Regions from separate parts of the Mus musculus genome. Here region 2 is linked to region 1. The links are chromatin contacts, called in public HiChIP or PLAC-seq maps. All regions are on one chromosome and are shown on one strand. Each heading gives the region's core, a stretch centred on a gene start, on an enhancer-like site or on the middle of the called end of the contact. The rest is flanking DNA. Distances are from core to core; before and after follow the strand shown.

Region 1 (4,840 bases), core at 740-3,239:
CTGATCTCTGGTTTTGAAGGTTTGTTGAGATTTTTCTTCATCAAAAGCTCTTTCTCTCCCGTCTTAACCTCTGCTACCATGGCTCAGAGTTCCCAGGTAAAGTTGACTTACTCAAGTTAACTTAAGTTGTCATGCCGGGTGGTGGTGGCGCATGCCTTTAATCCCAGCACTTGGGAGGCAGAGACAGGCGGATTTCTGAGTTCGAGGCCAGCCTGGTCTACAAAGTGAGTTCCAGGACAGCCAAGACTATACAGAGAAACCCTGTCTCGAAAAACAAAAACAAAAAAAACAAAAAAAAAAAAACCACTTAAGTTGTCATTCATTTTAGCAGAATAAACAACACCCAGAGCTCTGATCCAAATGGTCTTGATTGGAGGGGGTGGGCTGTAAGTTTGTGTTTTTCTGGGAGAAACAGCTAGCCGTAGAATTACTTACACAGGCAGCCCTTAGAATCCCAATGGTTTACCAAGTAGTCTTGCTAGGTAATTTCTAACATGACCAATACTACTAACTTAGAGAACAATAGGTTTCCTTCACTTAGAAGTAAAGTAGTAGTCTTTTTTTTTTTCTTTCCTATCCTTTCCCCCTTTCCCTTTTCCTCCTTTCCCTTTTTCCCTTCCCTTCCCTTTCTCCAGACAGGGTTTCTCTATGCAGCCCTGGCTGCCCTGGAACTCACTCTATATCAGGCTGGCCTCGAACTCAGAAATCTGCCTGCCTCTACCTCTTGAGTGATGGGATTAAAAGCATGCAGGACCACACACGCCTGGCCAAGTATTATTTCTTAGACAGGAAGCAAAGGCACACATTTTATGGAAACCGGTGACTATGGTCCATTCAGGAACCAGAATCCCAAATTATCATTACCACCTCTGTCCTTCAGCATTGCAAGGCTAATTTTAAATGCACAGAAATTTTCTATGCTTTATCCCATTTACTGCTTCTACTAAACCCATCTTAAGAAGAGGACACAGACTCAGAGGGGGTGAAATGGCCCACCTCTCAAGTTCACAAGCCCCACAGGGCAGAGGTGAGCTTTAAACTCAGAACCCTGTGTGCTTACCTTCACCACCTTAATCACCCTGACTTCTTGGTCCAGGAGCAGCTCATCACGGAAGCACTGTTCCCGAAAGAACCTCTCGATTCTCTCCCAGGCATCCTGCCCTTCCTCTTTCCAGTCCCTCTGGGGCTGAAGGCTGTGTTCCAGGAAGTGGTCTAGACTGTCCCCAGGGGTCGCATACAGGTCGGGGAACGGGTCCATTTCAGCTGGGCCAGCCTGTCCTCTAGATAAATCCTCTGAGCTTCTGCTCAGCTCTGATGGGAGAAGCTTCCTGCAGCGTTCTCTGGAGGAGACAATGGGATGGAGAGTTGCATGGAAAGAAGAAAAGCGCTCTGCCCCTCCCTCCTTGGAGAAACTGGAAACAGAAACCAAGCTTTGACAAGAATTGAAAGTGAAACTGCAGGGAGATCCAGTTTACCTTCTTCAAGGCAGAAGGGAACAGGAGTTAAGGATGCAGTCTCCCCACCGGCTCTGTTGTGAGCACAGGATGTTGTTTACCACAACAGAGTAAGATTCAGCAGTTTCAGTGGCAGCGATTTGGCCACATAATCTCATCTGCCTGGTGATCTGGCAGTGGCAAATGCATTTATTTCATTCTTAATCACGCATAGTGTCTCCGTTACTAGTGGCGTCTCGAGCGATAGGGTTAGGCTAGGTTATTCCTGCTTATGCTGAGGGTCACAACATCCACACTCCACATTCCTAACTACCGACCTCAGCTAGTCTCCCCGAGGCTGCTCATCATCTGTGCAGGTGTCTTAGCTGAAGGCCATATCCAGGGTCAGACTCTCCAGCTGCAGGGCCCATCGAGGTGACATTTCTCTGATGCCTACCGCAGTCCCAAAGATGTGAGGCACAAAGGATTGCTCCTGGTCAATGGACAGCGTGAGGTAGTCTCACGATGTTTTCTGTCTAGTTATCTTCAGTGAGTGACGTGTTCTGGTTATCAGGTGCAGCCTTGGGTGTAGGATTAGGTTCCTGACTAAGCTTTTTTTTTTTTTTCATGCCTAAAAGGCAACTTTTGCCACAGTCACCACAAATAGTAACTTTCATATCACACTACCCAGGAAACACATCTATATATCCTGTCTTGGTTAGGGTTCCTATCTCTGCTATAAATACCATGTCCTGGGGAAGAATTTTGTTTGTTTGTTTGTTTTGGTTTGGTTTTGTTTTTGTTTTTTGAGACAGGGTTTCTCTGTGTAACCCTGGCTGTCCTGGAACTCACTCTCTAGATCAGGCTGGCCTGGAACTCAGAAATCCACCTGCCTCTGCCTCTCAAGTGCTGGGATCAAAGGCGTGTGCCACCACCGCCCAGCGGAGGAAAGGTTTTTTTTGTGGCATCTTCGAGATTGCCTACCATGCAGGGAAGTCAGGGCAGGAACTCAAGAACAGAGGCGGTGGATGAGTGTGTGCTGCTTATTGGTTTGCTCCTTATGGCTTGCTCAGTCTGCTTTTTCATACACCCCAGGACTGCCCCCCCAGGGTTGGCATGACCCAGAATGGACGGGGGGGGGGGGGGGGGGGGAAGGGGGCGGGACCCTCCCCCATCAATCACTAATTTAGCAAATGCCTCACAGGCTTGCCTAAAGGCCAGTTTTTGTTTTGTTTTGTTTTGTTTTGTTTTTCCCGAGACAGGGTTTCTCTATGTAGCCCTGGCTGTCCTGGAACTCACTCTGTAGACCAGGCTGGCCTCGAACTTAGAAATCTGCCTGCCTCTGCCTCCCAAGTGCTGGGATCAAAGGTGTGCGCCACCACTGCCCGGCTAAAGGCCAGTTTTATGGAAGTATTTTCTCAGTTGAGATTCTCTCTTCTCAGAAGAAGGAAGCTTGGATTGAGGTTTGAGGTGCTTGCTTGACACAGATGCTAGTAAGGATTTACTAGTAAGCTTGCTTACAAAATAACCAAGTAACGTGTTAACTCTCCTGTCCACCTGTGTAAAGGTGGATGGCCATTGGGGTCAAGGAGACCATGTCAACAAGGGGTCACTGAGTTGAAACAGAGCCCCAGAAACATTGAGGAAGGAGTCCTGTGCTTGTGGGTCCCGGGTGCCATGCCTCAGGTGTCAGATGACGTTGTAAGTAGTCTGGTGGAAACTGAAGATAGTCTAAACATATACTTTGTGTCTCTTAACCCATCAGACTACTATAATTGAAATGATGGGTCCCAAAGAAATGGTAATTTCCCCAAAAATCTCATGCTGGGAGAGGAAAGGGGGGCAGCCAGAGGGAAATCTTGTCTCCTAAAAACAGATTTCACACAAGTCTAACATCTTGTCAGAGTGCCTTCAGGATAAGACGAAGCCCAGGCAAGGAGGGGGTCGATGGTGAACCGGGACCACAGCTTGAAGGGGATGCTGTCTGTTATTCAGACTTTAATCTCACCTCAGGACCCCAGAGATGGCCTTTGGGGGGAGGGGTCTAGGTCTGCTTGATCTCTTGGTCCTTAACAAGGTCGCCACACTGAGTACATCTCCCTTTTCTGATTTCCATTACAATTTTTTTTAAAGGTTTATTTCTCTTTTAAAAATGTGAGGGCCGGGCGTGGTGGCGCACGCCTTTAATCCCAGCACTTGGGAGGCAGAGGCAGGAGGATTTCTGAGTTCGAGGCCAGCCTGGTCTACAAAGTGAGTTCCAGGACAGCCGGGGCTACACAGAGAAACCCTGTCTTGAAAAGCCAAAAAAAAAAATGTGAGCAGGTTGCCTGCCTGCATGTCTGTGCACCATGTTCATGTCTGGTGCTGAAAGACCCTCGAGGGGAGACCCTCACTCAGACACTCAAGTCCCGGGACAGCCGCGTACCCAAGAAGACACTGAGACCATACATAAAATGTAGAAGGCAAGATTTAATAAAGCAGCGACATGAAAGCACACAGACCAGAGCTCTGGGGTCGAAATAAAGCAGCAACATGAAAGCACAGAGACCAGAGCTCTGGGGTCGAAATTCATACACCTTTGCACAGGGTAGAGGAGTCTCGACGGTCAGCAAAAATTTTTTACAGGCTTATATAGTAAAACTCAAAGGGGGAGAACTGGGCAGGGAAAGTACAAGTTTACATCACTAGGGAGTTCTGCCAAAGGAATCTACGTAACTAAGGAGTCATGTCCTATCAAGGAACCTACGTAACTAAGGAGTACCTGGTTCATTTTGAGGTTGTTCCAGGAGGCCTTTATCTCAAAAATGTTCTTGGAACAGTTTTTAGTTGGGAGGGTTCGAACTTTAGGGTGAGGAGTTTTGGGGTGAAAAGTTTAGGAGTGTTACAATCTCTAGATGGGAGGGGGTGGGCTCCGAGGTAAAAAATTCATGTTTTCACAAGAGGCCAGTAATTTTCTATTCTTCATTCCCCACTTCTTCTTGTAAGTAATTCTAATCTTAGAATTTCAGAAGTCTATATCTCTATGTGGAGAATACTGCATTTACTCTATCTTTAACATGGGAACAGAAACAGAATAAGGTACGTAGATCAGATCTTTGGCTGGAACTGGTAAGATGTCCTTGGGGTACCCAGCTCGTTCACTGTAGCCAGTTGTGACCAGACTTCTTTCTGCACCACCTGTAAGCCTTTTAACTTAGTATACAGATCATTATTATAACAACATAGGTTTAAACACATCATTTAAGACAGTGATGGGCACAGGAGCCCCATAAAGGATCTCAAAAAGAGTAAAACTGAATCAAGAGGGAGTATTCTCAGTTTTAAATAGGGCAAGGGGAAGGGGCACCAAGTAAGTCTGTGCCAGTCTCTAGGATTAATTTTGTCAAGGTCTCTTTAGAGTTTTATTT
Region 2 (4,840 bases), core at 1,583-4,082, 610 kb before region 1:
GTTGTGAGAACTCTGTCCAGGAAACCCCGGCCAGAACTTGAACAGAAGGAGCTCTGGGCCAAACCAGCGTCTAAGCGTCTAATGAGAAAAGCCACCAAGCAGCCGCCCAACAGCACACAAAAAAACGCAGGGAACACGCGGAGGAAGGCAGAACACGCTGTGTTTATGTTTTGTTTTGTTTTTTCTGACCAATGAGCTATAAATTTGTAACTTATTAAACAGCACATGGTGACTCTCACTGGCCACTGTGAGGAGGGGAAGAGTCCTCCAATTAATCTTTTTAAATTGATTTATTATTTTTACTCTCAAGCCCTCCCCCAAAAAACCCCACCGTTATCATGGAGGCTAGGTATGCACCCCACGCATGGCCTTGCCACAAGGAGATCACCTTAAACGACTGCCCCATGTTAAGTGACGGGGAGGTGCACGCTGCTGAGATCTCTCTTGGGACACAAATAAAAACAAGAGGGCTGGCCCGTCATAAGCCATCCTAACTTAGGAAAACAGCTGACGGGCAGTGTGCTGAGCAGCCATGCAGACAGCTGACCGCCTGGGCTGAGAAGCAAATTCCTCTCCAGTCCTGCACATCCATCCTTACCCCCACCCCGCCCTGGGCTCTGGTCAGCCAGGCGGAACGGCCCCCTGAGAGCCCAGACTAAGGAGGCAGTGTAGCTCGGATGGAGCAACTGGAGAGTCTAGAGAAGGCAGCAGAAGTCACAGGTGGCAGCCACCACCCCTTGCCACCCCTCCTGCCAGCACCAGCTCACCCCCTTCCCCGGAAGGAATGTATACAGGAGCTGCCCAGGGACCAGCTTCTAGGCACAGACTTCATTCGTTTCTGGGCTGTGCAACCTTGGGTCAGAGACTCAGCCTCTCTTGGTCTCTTGTTAAATAGAGGTAGTGTTGGTGGCCATGGCCTCAGGGTGATCTTACAGAAAGGACAGGACAAATCCAGGCATGGGTAAGAACTCCACAGACAGCCCATTTCAATCCCTACGGTCCCCGTCTGCCAGAAAGCACTCTTTCCTTTCAAAGACAACTCAGTGTGCTGGCCCTAAATGGAAGACAGTCAGAAGCCGGGAATTCCGAGCTCTGCGGACACTACAAAGACTTCCTCAGTCCTTCAAACAGCACGGGGACTGTCCAGAAGCAACAGGGCCCTCAACCAGCCTGTGAGGTGCTGTGACTAGATTCCCCTCGTCCCCACCGGGGGAACCCCTTACACATTCAGATACCTACTCAAAAGCTCATCACCCCGGCCTCCTTTCGAAAGCTCAGGTATTTTTATGTGGAAGAATAAAAATTAAAAATACCTGCCTGGAAGCTACGCCAACCTTGAGTGCATCGGGAACGGACGTGCCAAGCCTGACCCAAAAGCATAGCTATGCCTGGCAGACAGCCCACTCCGTGAACCAAGCAGGACCCAACACCATCCCAGCCTCCAGGATGTTACACCAGCTCCCTGATCCCACAAGGAAACTGTAGCCAGTTTTAAAAATGACCAGTCTTAACTTGGTACCCTGTGTTGCCTGAGAGGTCCCTCAGTCTTATCTAGTGAATCTGCTCCTCAGAGCCAGGGACACGGATGGCACCAGCGGTCATACAAGCCACCCACAGTCCAGAGAGTGAAGACAAGGCTCCTACAGAGAAGGGACTTTATCCCACACACACCTCCTCAGCTGAGGGGCCCTCCGGGGAGGGGAAGACAGGGGCTCCTTCACGCTGGGATTCACTGGGCATTCCTAGAAGCCTTGAATCAACCCCCTTGGGTTTAAAATCCACTTCCAGGAGAGTCTTTCCTTTCCTCTGTCCTAACAGCAGACCAAGTGTGGGCTGAAAAGAATGGCCTCTGGGCTCCAATAACACGAGGACAGTTAAAACTCTGTTCTGGGTGTCCTGTCCTCTTTACCTGTGGGGTTTCCAGCAGCTCTGATGCTGGGGGTGGGGGACCTTGCCAGCCAGGACACGTTCAGAGATGGCCGTAGCCTGCGGCCCATTCCCCTTCTCATTCCTCTGGCATGTCACCAGGGTCTGGGAACGGTGGGTGAGAGGCGGGAGTCATAAGCCACCACCCCCCCAAACTTGCCTTTCTAAGTTTAAACTTGATCTTGTAATACAGGGTGACCAGACTTGAAACGGTGTGTGGTGGGGGTTGGGGGGGGGTGTATATGCAGTACCCCCGGGGACACTTGTCATTAGAATGGGGGTGTGGTCCTCACAAGCTTTTCTGTGGGCTGTGATAGGAAATGGGTGGGCTCTCTCGAAAGGGGCTATATCCCTGAAACGGGGTGGGGGGTCTGGGGGCAGTGTGCAAAGTGGAAGGTGGCCTGGAGGGAACAGAGGGGGGTCATAGAAGAAACAGCCTCTGAGACCGAGTCCCATAGGCAGACGCTCTGAGGTGGGGGTGGGGAAGCCAAGTGAGGGTCTCCTGCAAGCCAAGGAGGTCTGCCCCGGGAGCGGGGCGCCTCTCCCAGAGGTGGGTCCCTGAACACCCAGTACGGGATCGAGGTCCTCAGGCGCCGCAGCGAAGAGCGGCCAGCACAGCCCCGGGCCGTAGGCACCGCAGCCCAGCCGGGCGCTAGGGTGGGATCGGCGGCCGCCGGGCCCCGGCCGCTCCGCCCTCCGTCTCCCGCACTCACCGAGGTCGTCCATGGCTGGTCCTCAGACGCCAGTCCCCGGCTCGATGTCGCCCTCGCTGCCCGTCTCCGGGCTGCTCCTCGCCGCCCCGCAACTTTTCCGCGTCCAGCCTCGGCCCGGAACGGAACCCGCTGCCGCGCTGCCTCCTCCTCCACCACCGCCGCCGCCGCCGGCGCGCGCGCCCGCGACAGGATAGCCCCGCCCCCGCGTGCACGCTGGCCACGCCCCGCCTCCGACCCCCCACCCCCCCAGCACGCCCAATCCCGCAGGGGGCGAAAGCTGGGCGTGGTCGTGGCGCCCCCTGGCGGCTGGACAGGCTGGTGGCGTCTATAGGCCATGAACCTCTGCGTTCAGTCTGACCCGACCTTCTGGCAGACTAGTCACTCAAGAGAGTCGGTGGCAGATTTGTCACTCAAGAGAGTCGGATTTGTCCACCTGTCCCTGTAGGTCACCTCCCAGGAGGATTAAATCGGCTTGCCTGGAGCCTTTGGACTGATGGCAGTGCTAGTCATCCCAGAATAATATCCCAGATGTAGTTTTTGTGAAACAGGGTCTCTCTCTCTCTCTCTGTCTCTCTGTCTCTCTCTCTCAGGGTCTCTCTCTCTCTGTCTCTCTCTCTCTCTCTGTCTCTCTCTTTGGTTTTTCTTTTTTTTTTTTTTTAAAGTATTCATTTGAATTAATGTTGAAACAATTCATGGTTTTTTTTTTTAAAGATTTATTTATTTATTACATGTAAGTACACTGTAGCTGTCTTCAGAAGAGGGCGTCATATCTCGTTACAGATGGTTGCGAGCCACCATGTGGTTACTGGGATTTGAACTCTGGACCTTCGGAAGAGCAGTCGGGTGCTCTTACCCACTGAGCCATCTCACCAGCCCTCTCTTTGGTTTTTCGAGACAGGGTTTCTCTGTGTAGCCCTGGCTGTCCTGGAATTCACTCTATAGACCAGGCTGGCCTCAGAAATCCGCCTGCCTCTGCCTCCTGAGTGCTGGGATTAAAGGCATGCACCACCACTGCCCGGAGAAACAGGGTCTCTTTGTACCTCCAGCCAGGCTGGAACCTGAGACCTTTGTCCTGACTGGTAACATCAGCAGTGGCTGCGACCAACTCTGGCCCCAGATCCAGTACTTTAGAGCTTATGAAACCTTTCATTTTACCCCTTTCCCTGCTTCCCCCTTCCTAGAGACTGCCAAAATTCTGCACAAGGTAGATTTACCCCACATTACAGCAAAGCAAAAACTACCAAAACTTCATTCCCGGATCCTGGCAGATTTGCCCAGGGGACTCAGAAACTGGATGATAAAAGCCTGGTGTAGTAGCTCAGGACTATAATCTCAGCTAGTTGGGAGATGCAGGCAGGTCTTCAAATTCAAGATTACACTGGACTAGAGAAAGAGTAAGGACTAAACTGGGCAATTTATAGGAAGACCTGTCTCAAATTTTAAATTTTTTGAAAACTTTTAAAAATAAATACACACACACACACACACACAAACTGAGTGTGGTGGCACAAGACTATAATCCCAGAATTTAGTAGGCAGAGGCAAGTTTATCAGGAGTTCAAAGTTGTCCTTAACACCACACAGTCAGTTCAGTTCAAAGCCAGCCAGGGCTACATAAGACCCTGTCTCAAAACATACATACATACATACATACATACTTCAAGACCAGCCCAACAAGTAACATAGGACTTAAATCCCCACCCTTAGGAAGTGGAAGCAGGAGAATAAGAAATTCAAGGCCATCCTTAGCTAAATATTGATTATGAAACTACCCTGGGCTATATAAGACTCTATCTAAAATCATTGACAAATAAAAATGTAAACTGTTGGCCAGGCATGGTGGCACATACATTTAATTCTAGCACCCAGGAGGTAGAAGCAGGTAGATCTCTGTGAGTTCCAGGACAACCAGAATTACGTAATAGAAAAACCCGTCTCAAAAAACAACACAACAGCCGGGCAGTGGTAGTGCATCCCTTTAATCCCAGCATTTGGGAGGCAGAGGGAGGTGGATTTCTGAGTTCAAGGCCAGCCTGGTCTACAGAGTGAGTTCCCAGACAGGCAGGGCTATACAGAAAAACCCTGTCTTGAAAACCAAAAGAAGAAAAAAAAATGTTTTTTGTCTCAGTGACAAAGCACCTGCTTAAAGTGCCTGAAGCCCTGGATTTAGTCTGCAGTACTCCCATCCCTAATAGTAGAAA

The links. HiChIP or PLAC-seq counts read pairs in DNA pulled down with a chosen protein or histone mark.
Region 2: an H3K4me3 HiChIP or PLAC-seq map of bone marrow-derived macrophages shows a contact between it and region 1, with 4 times the contacts expected there. The contact joins the promoter of Pxn here to the promoter of Oasl2 in region 1. A contact is called at or near these places in 2 of 115 datasets of contacts at active chromatin or transcription factors (bone marrow-derived macrophages and memory CD8 T cells) and 1 of 9 other capture datasets (adipose tissue).

What each region holds. Positions count from the first base shown.
Region 1 is chr5:114,894,083-114,898,922 of GRCm38.p6, reverse strand. It overlaps Oasl2 (2'-5' oligoadenylate synthetase-like 2), which reads right to left and starts at 1,989. Exons shown (of 6, transcript NM_011854.2): 1 at 1,061-1,989. The coding sequence starts at 1,258.
Region 2 is chr5:115,504,668-115,509,507 of GRCm38.p6, reverse strand. It overlaps Pxn (paxillin), which reads right to left and starts at 2,832. Exons shown (of 12, transcript NM_133915.3): 1 at 2,640-2,832. The coding sequence starts at 2,652.